4 separate regions of the Mus musculus genome follow, and all the other regions are linked to region 2. A link is a contact called in public ChIA-PET and promoter capture Hi-C data. All regions are on one chromosome and are shown on one strand. The core of a region is the stretch at or near the end of the contact, and the rest is flanking DNA. Distances in the headings are between cores, read along the strand shown.

Region 1 (3,009 bases), core at 100-2,599, 140 kb before region 2:
AGTAACTCCAGTTCTGGAAGATTCAACACTCTCTTCTGACTTTCAGTGGACCCTGGCACATATGTGATGCACAGACACAACCTGTTGCAGACATACACGCAGTCAAAACACTAAACACATTAAAAAAAGGAATTAAAAATCCATCTGAAAACCCTCAGGCAAACCGTATTAACCATGTCTACCACTTGGCGGCGCTGTTAGAACAGGTGTGTCATTTAGAGCGTATTCCAGATCAGAAGCACCTCAGGTCTCCTACAAATGGGTTCATTTAGAACTTTTTCCTCAAGTTCAGACTTTGGTGAGGTAGGTCTCTAAAACCTAGGAAGGAAGAAAAAAAGCCAGACACCAACTCTGATAGCAGCAATAAATCCCTATAGATGGACACCAGATATGAAGAGCTCCGGACCTGGGAGTTTGAGAGCTTTGTTCTGTTCATCCTTGCCTGGAATTTGCCTGTTTTGTGTGTGTGGTACGGGGGTCTGACCCACGGCCTCCTATGCTAAGGACTCTTTTTCTTTTTTTTTTTTTTCGAGACAGGGTTTCTCTGTGTAGCCCTAGCTGTCCTGGAACTCACTTTGTAGACCAGGCTGGCCTCGAACTCAGAAATCCTCCTGCCTCTGCCTCCCAAGTGCTAGGATTAAGGCCTGCGCTACGGCTGCCCGGCGCTAAGCACTCTTAACACAGGGGCAATCTATTAAACCCTCAGTTGCCTAGTGACATGGTCTTATTTGTAATCTAGCGATATCAAAGTGGAGGCAGAATCTTCGAGTTTAAAGCCAGTGTGGGTAAAATAGCAAAACTGTATCTCAAAAATACAAAAATGAGGAACGGTGAGATGGCTCAGCAGCCTGACAGCGTGAGTAGGAGCCCTGGACCAGTGTTGACAACCGCATGTGCCAGTCTTTCAATGCAGTGTGGATCAAGGTACGGAGACTGACTTCGAATCATGGCGCACGCGCACTCCCAGGAACGCACACGAACTGGAGTCGTCAGAAGGGCCCACCCCTGCTCCATTGCGTCACGTGATAACGGTCGCTCGGAAAAAACCGCCTTTGGAAAAAACAAACGAAATGGATGGGCTCCCGTCAGGTGATTCGGGTCTACCAATAGTGAAAACGAGTCAAGAAACAACAAGAAAGGCCTGTCACGTGATGGAAGCGAAGCCAACCACGGTCACGTGGCCGACCAAACCCGTGAGAGAACTGGCCCGACGTTGACGTCACGCCAACAGACCCAGTCGCTAAGTCAACGTCACGTGATGTGCCCTCCCCCGCCCCTTTCGTCTCACCCGCCTACTGGGGGTTGGGCCTAGGTGGATCGCCCACGTGATGCGGGGGCGGGCCGCTGCCAGTCACGTGGCCCTGCACCTCCCCGGCGCGCGCCCGCCCGCCCGCTCGCTCGCCCCCGGTCCCCGGCTCCTCCTCCTCCTTTTCTCGCCATTGCAGTTGGGACTGAAGCAGCCCCGGCGAAAACCGCGTGGCTTTTTTTTTTTTTTTTGAGGGGGGTTGTGAAGACTCCGGAAGGCTCGTGGCAGGAGGGCGGCGGCGCCTGAAGGCGAAGGACGGGAACACCGGCAAGGTAAGTGGCAATGTGGCGTCTCCCGCCTCCGCCCCTCCCCCCTCCCGTTCTCCCACTTGTCAGCGATGGCTGGGCCAAGAGGACGCTAGTGACAGGTCTGTTGCCATCCCGCCGACCCTCCCCTTCGCTCGGCTCTTCCATCTCTCAGCGTCTCGCTCCTTCCTCCTCCGGCCTCGCTCCCGCGCTTGGCCGTTACTCTTCCCCCATTGTGCCGAGGAAACAAAATGGCGGAGGCAGTGCCCCCGTGCGCGCGCATCCATTCTCCCCCCTTCGTGGCCCCCTCGGCCCAGGCCTGGGCGCTGCCCCCGGGGGGTGCGCACGCACTGTGGTACTCTCCCCTCTCCACGGGCCGCTTACTTTCCCCCAGCCCGAGCTTTTGTCTGTTGCTTTGGCCTCGCGCACGCGCGCACGTGTTGGAGCACACACCCCCTCATATCTAGAGCATCCCAGCCGGCGCAGAAGGGAAAATCTCCTTCCTTTACCCGCTTTACCTCTTTGTTCAGGTACATCCCTGGCTTCTAGGAGGATGCCAGGTTCATCCCAGTTCCTATGGCGGGAAACATGTCTTCTTTGTCCTGAACACGGTCCTGAACAGGGTCCCTGGAAAAGGAGACATGTAGGACTTCTTTCGTGGTTCTCCCTCAGGTTTCTGTGGGTGGGATACTCTGCTGGTTGATTATAGAGTTCTACCACTATTCTACGAGTGGTAGCTAGTGCAGTCACTCAGCCTGCGAAATGAAGTGTGAGGAACAGCAGCAAAGGAGAAAGGCCACTGCAGGTACCACTGCTCTTGTCCAGTAGAGCTGAGAGGTCTTTGACCCTTAGCTGACATGTTGTGGTAGCTCCTGGTTGCTGAGGTATGTGAATGGGATCTGCAGGCCCTAGTTTTGTTTTGTTTTTTTGATTTTTCGAGATAGAGTTTCTCTGTATAGCCCTGGCTGTCCTGGAACTCACTTTGTAGACCAGGCTGTCCTGGAACTCAGAAATCCGCCTGCCTCTGCCTCCCAAGCGCTGGGATTAAAGGCGTGCGCCACCACGCCCGGCAGACCCTAGATATTTTGGCTGTCTAGAAGTCTGCAGTCCAGATTGGAGGCTGGTGATTAGTGCCAGGCTGGCCTTGGCAAAGCTGGGCGCTGTATCAGTCTCTCTTTGCTGATTTGGACCAGCCTGGGATTCCCCTCCTACTGGAGCTGAAAAGGGCGTGACTGTTTTTAGTTTTTCTGATGTAGCTTAATGGTTACCTGTAGGCAGAAGTTCGTTTGGCTTTTTCTAATGTCGTCTCGTCTTCTAGGCTCATGTAACTGTGAATAATCTGTGTGCTGTTCTTTATTTTCCTCAACTTCTGGTCTTTGACTAACTGGCTAAAGGTTTGCTCCTGCCCCCCACCCCCCTCTTTTTTTGAAGTAGTGTCTCACTATGTAGGCCTTGAAC
Region 2 (2,784 bases), core at 168-2,667:
TTTTGTGAGACGGGAGCTTGCTATGTAAATAAGGTTGGTCTTGAACTCACTGGCATCCTGCCTCAGCCTCCTCAGAACTGGGATTCTAAGCATGCACCATCATACCCAGCTCACCTTGATGTCTTCCATTTTGACATCAAGCATCTCTTCTGGCTCCACAGCCTCCGCCCAACCTTCTACCTCCTCCTCATCTTGGAAGCTGTCAAAGATGAGCTCAAAGAACACAAGCTTTTCTGAGATGGTGCTGAAGGAGTTGTCAAAGCACAGCCTGTAGTCTCCGGCCTCAGTAGGCTCCACCCTGGGCAGACAGATGAGACATAGACGTGACCCTGGAGTGACCAGCCAGCTGGTCTGTGGAACCAGTAGGATGGTAACCTGAGGCCACTGGGGAGCTGCAGGGCTGTAACTGAACCAAGGCAGGGCAGGACTTCACTCACGTGTGTACCCCATCAGCCTTTCGAGACTCACTGACCAACAGCACACCCTGAGGGCTCTCCAAGGTGAAGTCCACGTCCAGCCCAGCACCTCCGATCACCTGAAGAGCAGGTAAGAATTGGGGAACTGGCAGCTTTGTGCAAGCCTATCTGCCACAGAAAGCCTGGGTTAAACCGAACCGGGAAAGACCCATGTAAGATCACCAAGAACCTATCTTTAAGAAGAAAAAAGAACAACCACAAATCCCAGGTATTTGCTTGAGATAGAGGAGTAGCGCCTGTGGAGGGAGATTAGTCAGAGCTGCACTTCTACCATAGAGTTAGGAAACTCGGGTCGTCGTAGTTTAGCAGCAAGCGGTTTTTGTTTTGTTTTGTTTTGTTTTAACCCAGCAAGCTATTTGGATTCCCCCAAGGGCCTATCTGAAGACCAACATCCATCCACACCTACAAGGTTTCTTCCCAGTCCCTAAGATGGATACATCCACGTGAGGTCTTTTATCAACCACCCTGCCAACGCCCTTGAGTAGTCTAAGGTGGCTGTCTACCTGACCGCTAACTTAATCGTAACCTACCCAACAGCCGCCAGGAACTTCCCTAGAACCCAACCCAAAGAGCTCTGAGCAGAGCATGCCCCTTCTCTGCAAGACTATTAGCGTTCTGGCCACACCTCTGCCCCGCCCCTCCCGCCTGTTGGCCACGCCCCCAGCCCTGCTCTATTCCGAGCCCGGGACCCCCTCTCTCACCTGGTACTCGGTCTCAAGACTAGCATTGGCCGGTGCGGACTGATAGAAACACTGCTTTCTCCCGGCGGGAAGCAGAAATGTGAACTCGCCGTCCTGGATAGGCGGCGGCCCTGCCTCTCCCACTCCTACTGCTGGCAGGAGTAGCCACAGGGCCAGTGCTACGGCCGCGCCGGCCGCCATCATCCGGGTCACCCTCTACTCACGGGGCGTGGACCCTTTAAGGATTTGTCCTGCCCACCTCTTATTTCGGCAAAGCTCATTGGCTTCGGCTTCTGTTCGACCCCAAAGCCGCGGAATGCTGACTGAAGGGCCCCAGGATGGGGAGCTGCCCTGGTAATTGCCTAATCTGCTAGAAAGCATACTAACGCTACTGCGAACTTCGTGAAACCTACCCAAGTCTGATATCAACCACTGCATTTGGTGGGGGCACTGACAAATCTAAAAATGGTGAAGCACTTCTTTACAGGCAACAATTAAGATGACTAAACGGGGAGGTTTGCAGGTCCTCCCTTGGCACCGCCCGCTCTCTGCCTTCCCCAATTCAAGGTGCTTTTGCCCATTGGTCAATCAAGTGTAGGCGTAGCCCTCCGAGGACGGCGGCTTTGTTGGATTCTGATCTCAACTTGTGTGACGGGTGCGACAGGCAGATATGCCAGGTGCTAGTATTCCAATATTGGAGTTCTGGCGATGTTAGTTCAGTGAGCATGGCCTCCCCCGACTGCTTTTCCTTTACACCTTATACCATCCCTAAGGGGGTGGTGGAATGTTTGTTGGTGAGTAGAATACTGCCTCAGCCTGCGTACAATACATCTCAAACCTTTGGGTCAGCAGGTCCACGTGCATCTGTGCTGACACATGCAGTATTCCAGTACTTGAAAGGCTGAGTCGGGAGGTGGAAGGAGTTCGAGGCCATCCTCTCGAACTGGTATGGAACTACATAGTTCCAGACCAGCAAAAAAATCAAGGAATCTATTTTGGGCTTTGAATGGCTCAGAGAACACAGGCGCTTGCTGCTAAACCTAATGACCTTAGTTTAATCCCCATGTGCTACGATAGTGGAAGGTCAGAATTGACTCCTGCAATTGTCCTCTGACCTACACACACACACACACACACACAACACTGTGTGCTTAGCTCTTGTTCACTTGACAAAATAATCTGGCAAGTTGAGTGTCACTTGAGGAATTGCCTGTTGGGCATTTTCAACGTTGCTGGAAGACCCAGCCCACTGTAGATGGTACCTTTCCTAGACAGGTGGGGATGAGCTATATAAGAAAAGTAGCTTGAGCCGGGCGTGGTGGCGCACGCCTTTAATCCCAGCACGCAGGAGGCAGAGACGGGTGGATTTCTGAGTTCGAGGCCAGCCTGGTCTACAGAGTGAGTGCCAGGACATAGGACAGCCAGGGATACACAGAGAAACCCTGTCTCGGGGAAAAAAAAAAAAAAAGAAAGAGAAACCTCAAAAGAATAAAGGTAATTTACAGCAACCAACATCAGCCTAAACAGAACTCAGAACATTTCCACAATCAGGAATAAAACAAGGTGTCCACTCCCCATATCTGCTTAATATAGTACTTGAAGTACTTGAAGTCCTTTTATTTTTTTTT
Region 3 (2,953 bases), core at 166-2,665, 250 kb after region 2:
AACATCGTCAGGTAGGCACCAAGTGTCTCTACCCAGTGAACCATCCTGCCAGCCCTCAGGTTTTTACTTCATTACTACTGCTTGCTCCCAAGGCCTCCTGTAGCCACATGTGTTCTCTCTGAGCTACAATCTCAGAGATAAAACTTCTCATTTTACTTTTGGTCTTCTGTCAATCAGGCTGCTTTGAATTCCTTCCAGCCTTCCATTCCTGACCCTCCTGCTTGTCTCTGGAACACTGGTCTGACAGGCCCATTCTGCCATGCCTGGCATGGAACCCAGGGTTTCATGCATGCCAGTCAAGTGTATCCCTGCCCCCTCAACAGTTTCAGGTTTCCCCCAATATCTTTGCAGAAACCCCTCCCCAGTCCCGCCCATGTTACCCCTCCTAATGATAGAAAGCATTTGTCTCCTCAGCCCATCACTGCAGTACAAATGTTATCCTGTCTCCTCTCCAGTAGGATGCCAGCCACCAAGGGACTCCTTCCCTGCTGTCACCCGAGGTCCAGCTCACGGCAGGCTCTGTTCACAAGTCTATTGGGAAGGCACGAAACTTTAAAAAATGTTCCCAGGGCCGGACGTGGTGGCGCATGCCTTAAATCCCAGCACTTGGGAGGCAGAGGCAGGCGGATTTGAATTCGAGACCAGCCTGGTCTACAGAGTGAGTTCCAGGACAGCCAGGGCTACACAGAGAAACCCTGTCTTGAAACAAAACAAAACAAAGTTCAAACAAACCTTTGACAGGGAAGGACACTGAGATGGGAGATTGCTCACACCTGTGACCAAGGCACTGAGGAGCTGAAAGGTTCTTTGAATTTCTCAGCTAAGTAGTTCTCTACTAGTCAGAGCTACATTTAAGCCTGAGTCCTGGAAAGTTAATAAAGGGTCGTGCCCTGCTAACTCTATATTTAATTACGCTTAAGTCCCTAGATGACAACCGTTGTCATGACAACGGTTTCACCGGTGGAGAAATCAAGGCTCGGGTGTGACTGCTCTCCCTCGGAAGACCCTCAAGAACGGCGAGCAGGAGTGGAGGTGGGGGCTGGATCATAAAGACTTCCAAAGGCGCCTGAGCTACGAAGTACGATCGTATAGAGTCGCGCATTGTGAGCTATGACACTTATCTGGACGCCTCTGAGCCATGGCAATTGTCAGATGGGGAAACTGAGGCCCAGGAGTACCAGCTCCCCCCGAGAAGTCCCCCGGGGCTGGGGCGCAGGGGACCGGCCCTCACCCCGAAGCTGCCGGTAGGCGCCGTCCTGCATCTCCAGCAGCCGCTCCATCATCTGCTCGTAGCTCCCGAGCAGCCGCCGCTGCTGCGCCTCGGCGCGGTTGGCCCCCAGCAGGCTCAGTAGCCAGTTGCTCACCTCCACCATGTCGCGGAAAGCCGCCATGACTGATCGCGCCGAGTCCGAACCCGCGCAAATTCGTCTCACCACGGGCCCCGCCCCCTCCCCAGAGCGCATAAGTCTCATTGGATCGTTCCTACGTCCGTCTCCTGCAGGACTCAATCAGCGAGGGGACAGAGCGCTTCGGAAGGAGCGGCCATTTTGTGGAGATCCTGTGCGAAATTTCTTCTGTCACTCAGGTGTGAGGATCAATCATCGTAGGCGGGGGAGGGGGGGGGGCGGCGGCGCGGGGGGGGGGCGTGTCACACGTGGCCAGTTTGCGATTGGCCTGGTACGCGTGCGTCGATTGTCGGGCTATGAACTCCGGGGAGAGTCCAGGGCGTTAGGAGTCTGTTGCGCATGCGTAAACTGGAAAGCTGCGCGACTCTTAGAGAAATTTGCAGGTATCAGTCGCTGCTTGAAGGGCAATGTAACGGATGGTTTATTATTTTTGCTTGTTTTTTTTTTTTAGTTTACTTTAGGAATATATTAATTATACATAAAACTGGGATTCATTGGGTTTATTTTTTTCTTGGCGGGGGTTGGGATGTGTGAGCTGTGAGATGTTGAGACTATGTAGAACTGGCTGTCCAGGAGCTCTTTGTTAGAGATCCATCTACCTCTGCCTCCTAGTGGTTGGATTATAGGAACATGCCACCACAATCATTCACCAGTCTCTATTTTTTAGGCTTATTTCTCTTTCTTTAATGTGTATGGGTAAACGTTTTGCCTACATGTATGTATGTGTCAGCAGAGGTCATAAAAGGGCATCTGACCACTTGGAGCTAGATATGGATGGTTGTGAGCCATCATGTGGTGCTGGGAGCCAAACCCTGGTTCTCTACAAGAGCATCCAATGTTCTGGGAAGGCAGAGGCAGGCAGATCCCAGAGTTTGAGGCCAGCCTGGTCTACAAATAAAGCTCCAGGAGAGCCAGGATTATATAGAGACCTTGTCTCAAAAATAAAATAAAATAAAATCTTTAAGTAGGAGTCTAGCATGTATCTAGCATGTAGCACTCAGGTGATGGGAGCTTGAGGATGGAGGTAAATTCCAGGCCAGCCTGGGCAACAAGAGCAGTGAACCCCGAAGCTGAGCATGGTGGCTCAGGAATCAGGAGCCTAAGGAAGAGGAATTGCCATTCATGGGACTCCAGAGTGCTGAGTGAATTCCAGACCAGCCTGAACTACAAAGTGAACCCTGTCTCCTTAAATACCTATACCCCAGAGCTGGAGAGATGGCTCAGCGGTTAAGAGCACTCACTCACTGCTTTCCCAGAGGTTCTGAGTTCAATTTCCAGCAACCACATGGTGGCTCACAACCATCTGTAGTGAGATCCAATGTCTTTTTTTTTTTTTTTTTGGGGGGGGGGTTTGAGACAGGGTTTCTCTGTATAGCCCTGGCTGTCCTGGAACTAACATTGTAGACCAGGCTGGCCTCGAACTCAGAACCTGCCTGCCTCTGCCTCCCAAGTGCTGGGATTAAAGGTGTGTGCCACCACTGCCCAGCTGATGCCCTCTTCTGGTGTGTCTGAAGAGAGCAATGGTGTACTCCTATACATAAAATAAA
Region 4 (2,700 bases), core at 191-2,690, 240 kb before region 2:
TCAGCCTGGGCTACATAAGATAGGGTCTCAAAATACCAAAATTGGGGCCGGAGAGATGGCTCAGCAGTTAAGGGCACTGGCTGCTTTTTCAGAGGTCCTGAGGTCAATCCCCAGCAACCACATGGTGGCTCAAAACCATTTGTAATGGATTCTGATGCCCTCTTCTGGTGTGTCTGAAGACAGCGACAGCGTTCTCATAAAAATAAAATAAATAAATAAATAAAAAAGATTCACTAAAAAAAATGCCAAAATCGTTTTCCTTTTTTTTTTTTTTAATTTATTTACTTATTATATGGAAGTACATTATAGCTGTCTTCAGACACTCCAGAAGAGGGAGTCAGATCTCGTTACGGATGGTTGTGAGCCACCATGTGGTTGCTGGGATTTGAACTCTGGACCTTCGGAAGAGCAGTTGGGTGCTCTTACCCACTGAGCCATCTCACCAGCCCTCGTTTTCCTTTTATAGTCTTACAGATAACTCCCTCAAATTTTGCTCAGGAGAAAACTGAGGCACTGAGAATCATGACCAATGGGGCACCAATGGGTCAGGGATAGTCACATCCCCAGGGTGACATCTGTTCTGGGTTGATAAACTCTGTTGTGTTCACAGTCTCTTTCGTTCTCATGAAGCTCAGGCTGGTTTCAAACGCCTTGCACAACAGAGGAGGGGCCTGTGCCCCTGCCTTTGCCTCAGAGACTTGGGTTTCATGCACCACTACACTCAGTTTCTGGGTTTCAGGGAATAGAACACAGGGCCTCACGTGTGCTAGGCCCTCTACCAACTCAGCTCCATCGCCAGTGTGCTCAGTCTTTGAGTACCCCAGCACTAAAGAAGCTGACGCAGGCGGGCAGCCATGAGTTGGAGGCCAGCCTGAGCTCCAGGGTGGGTTCTCTGCCTGGGCTCTCCAATTTCACTGCAGGTCGGGGCATGTGTTCTGGGCGTGAACGGAGCTCGTGTGCCTAAGCAGGACTTGAATAGTCGGAATGTATTCTCCTTAGGAGAGTCAGGTCTAAGTGAGAGCTTGTCTCAAAACATTGGAAAGGCCCTTCAGATGGCTCAGCGGATAAAGATGCGATAAAGGTGCTGGCTGTCTAGGAACCTGAGTTGGCTCTTACGAGATCTCCACAGGCACGACAAGCCCCATGTATCGCACCCAGAACATGGGACCTTCAATGCAGTGGAATTTGAGTGGCAGGGCGGGGAAATCTGCACTTTTGAGCGAGAGAAGGTCCGGCGTCCGCAGCTTGAGATGTCATTCAGAACAAGGGTGTGCAAGGCTTGAGAAAGGGCTGTAAATGGGCGTGGCTTCTCCGGCTCTGACCCATTGGTCTGAGATAAGGGCCCCCAGGGACGCGCTTGCGCCTGCGCGGTGAGATTAGGAGGGTGTGGTGAGTCCAAGGGAGGCGGACTGTACAGGGGCGTGGCTTGCTCGCTAGCCAAGCCCACCGTATCCGGGTGCTCTGGGCCACCAAGATGGCGCTGGCTGTGGGAGCCCGGGTATCCGCTGCGGCCAGAGCCGGACCCGGGAGCCCGGCTCTGAGTATAGAGTAACACTGTGCTGGCCGCGGGGCTGCTCCCGAGCGTTCGCAGTTCCCCGGACCTCGGGGACACCTGCGTCCTTCCTCTCCGGCGGGTCCATGAACTCCGTGTCGCCGGCTGCGGCGCAGTACCGCAGCGGGAGCTCGGAGGACGCGCGCCGGGCCGATTGTCGCCGGCCGAGGGGACAAACCCGTATCCCGGATCCTAGCAACCTGGGACCTTCGGGGTCCGGAGTGGCAGCTCTCGGTTCATCTGGGACAGACCCCGCCGAGCCCGACGAGGTGGACAAGTTCAAAGCCAAGTTCCTGACAGCCTGGAACAACGTCAAGTATGGTGAGGAGGGGGTGCACTGGTCAAGGGTGTCAGAGGGGTCAGAGCAAAAGAAACCAAACCTTTACCCTGTCCTGTGGATGAGCCCATCCAGGAGGAGTCACAAGCAGGTCCTCCGCCCTTCCCAGTCCTGGACGTGGGGCAGGTTAAATGGGAAAGGTTTTCAAGCTCCGCCCATTGCACCTGTTTGACCTTGGCCAAATACCTTGCTTTCCTGCGGTCTGTTTACTGCCCTCTGTAACATAGGTGCAATAGTATGAACAGAGTTAATAGATGTTGGTTCACACCTGTAATCCCAGCACTTGGGATGCTGAGGCAGGAGGTTTACCAAGAGTTCTAGGCTATCCTGGACTATATAATAAGTTCCAGGCTGACTTGAGCTCCTCATGAGACTGGGTCTCAAAAAATCGGAAAACAGGGGGCTGGAGAGACTGCTCAGCAGCCTTGGCTGTTCCTCCAGAGGAACAATTACCAGCACCCACATGGCAATTCACAATTGTCTGTAACTCCAGTTTCATGGGATCTAACACCCTCACACAGGTATACATGCAGGCAAAACACCAGTGGATATTTTAAAAAAAAATTGGAAAAAGGCTAGTGAGATGCCGCAGTAGTTAAAGGCATTTGTCACCAAGCTTAAGGACCTCAGCTCCAGCCTGGACCCCAATGGTGGAAGGAGAGCCCCCACTCCTGTCAATGTTCTATACTCCAGACCCAAACTGTGGTGCTTGCTTGTCCACATATATACACAAGCTCACATACACAAAATAAAAATGTGCTTTATAGATTTACAGCAAAACCCAACAGTCAGAATAGAACGGCCCTGGGTT

What was found. Promoter capture Hi-C pulls out the DNA fragments that hold promoters and counts their contacts. ChIA-PET counts read pairs in DNA pulled down with a chosen protein or histone mark.
Region 1: an RNA polymerase II ChIA-PET map of memory CD8 T cells shows a contact between it and region 2, with 1,520 read pairs. The contact joins the promoter of Ilf3 here to the promoter of Tmed1 in region 2. A contact is called at or near these places in 17 of 39 promoter capture datasets (the 3T3-L1 cell line, the SN4741 cell line, cranial neural crest and 10 more), 8 of 484 Hi-C or Micro-C datasets (B cells, CD4 T cells, embryonic stem cells and 3 more), 13 of 115 datasets of contacts at active chromatin or transcription factors (CD8 T cells, the SCID.adh cell line, bone marrow-derived macrophages and 7 more) and 5 of 9 other capture datasets (adipose tissue, embryonic stem cells, liver and 2 more).
Region 3: a contact with region 2 is called in a promoter capture Hi-C map of erythroid cells, with 3 times the contacts expected there. The contact joins the promoter of Spc24 here to the promoter of Tmed1 in region 2. A contact is called at or near these places in 3 of 39 promoter capture datasets (erythroid cells, liver and neural stem cells), 1 of 115 datasets of contacts at active chromatin or transcription factors (memory CD8 T cells) and 1 of 9 other capture datasets (pancreatic islet).
Region 4: a contact with region 2 is called in a promoter capture Hi-C map of neural stem cells. The contact joins the promoter of Atg4d here to the promoter of Tmed1 in region 2. A contact is called at or near these places in 10 of 39 promoter capture datasets (the C10 cell line, the HPC-7 cell line, embryonic stem cells and 6 more), 1 of 484 Hi-C or Micro-C datasets (uterus), 1 of 115 datasets of contacts at active chromatin or transcription factors (astrocytes) and 3 of 9 other capture datasets (adipose tissue, liver and macrophages).

Annotation. Positions count from the first base shown.
Region 1 is chr9:21,366,522-21,369,530 of GRCm38.p6, forward strand. Ilf3 (interleukin enhancer binding factor 3) reads left to right here and starts at 1,350. Exons shown (of 20, transcript NM_001042707.2): 1 at 1,350-1,578. Gm36198 (a long non-coding RNA gene) reads right to left here. Exons shown (of 3, transcript XR_870570.3): 1 at 2,070-3,009; 2 at 1-1,050.
Region 2 is chr9:21,508,817-21,511,600 of GRCm38.p6, forward strand. Tmed1 (transmembrane p24 trafficking protein 1) reads right to left here and starts at 1,418. Exons shown (of 4, transcript NM_010744.4): 1 at 1,178-1,418; 2 at 438-535; 3 at 115-298. The coding sequence starts at 1,360.
Region 3 is chr9:21,758,888-21,761,840 of GRCm38.p6, forward strand. Spc24 (SPC24, NDC80 kinetochore complex component, homolog (S. cerevisiae)) reads right to left here and starts at 1,416. Exons shown (of 5, transcript NM_026282.6): 1 at 1,232-1,416. The coding sequence starts at 1,391.
Region 4 is chr9:21,263,845-21,266,544 of GRCm38.p6, forward strand. Atg4d (autophagy related 4D, cysteine peptidase) reads left to right here and starts at 1,441. Exons shown (of 10, transcript NM_153583.10): 1 at 1,441-1,873. The coding sequence starts at 1,639.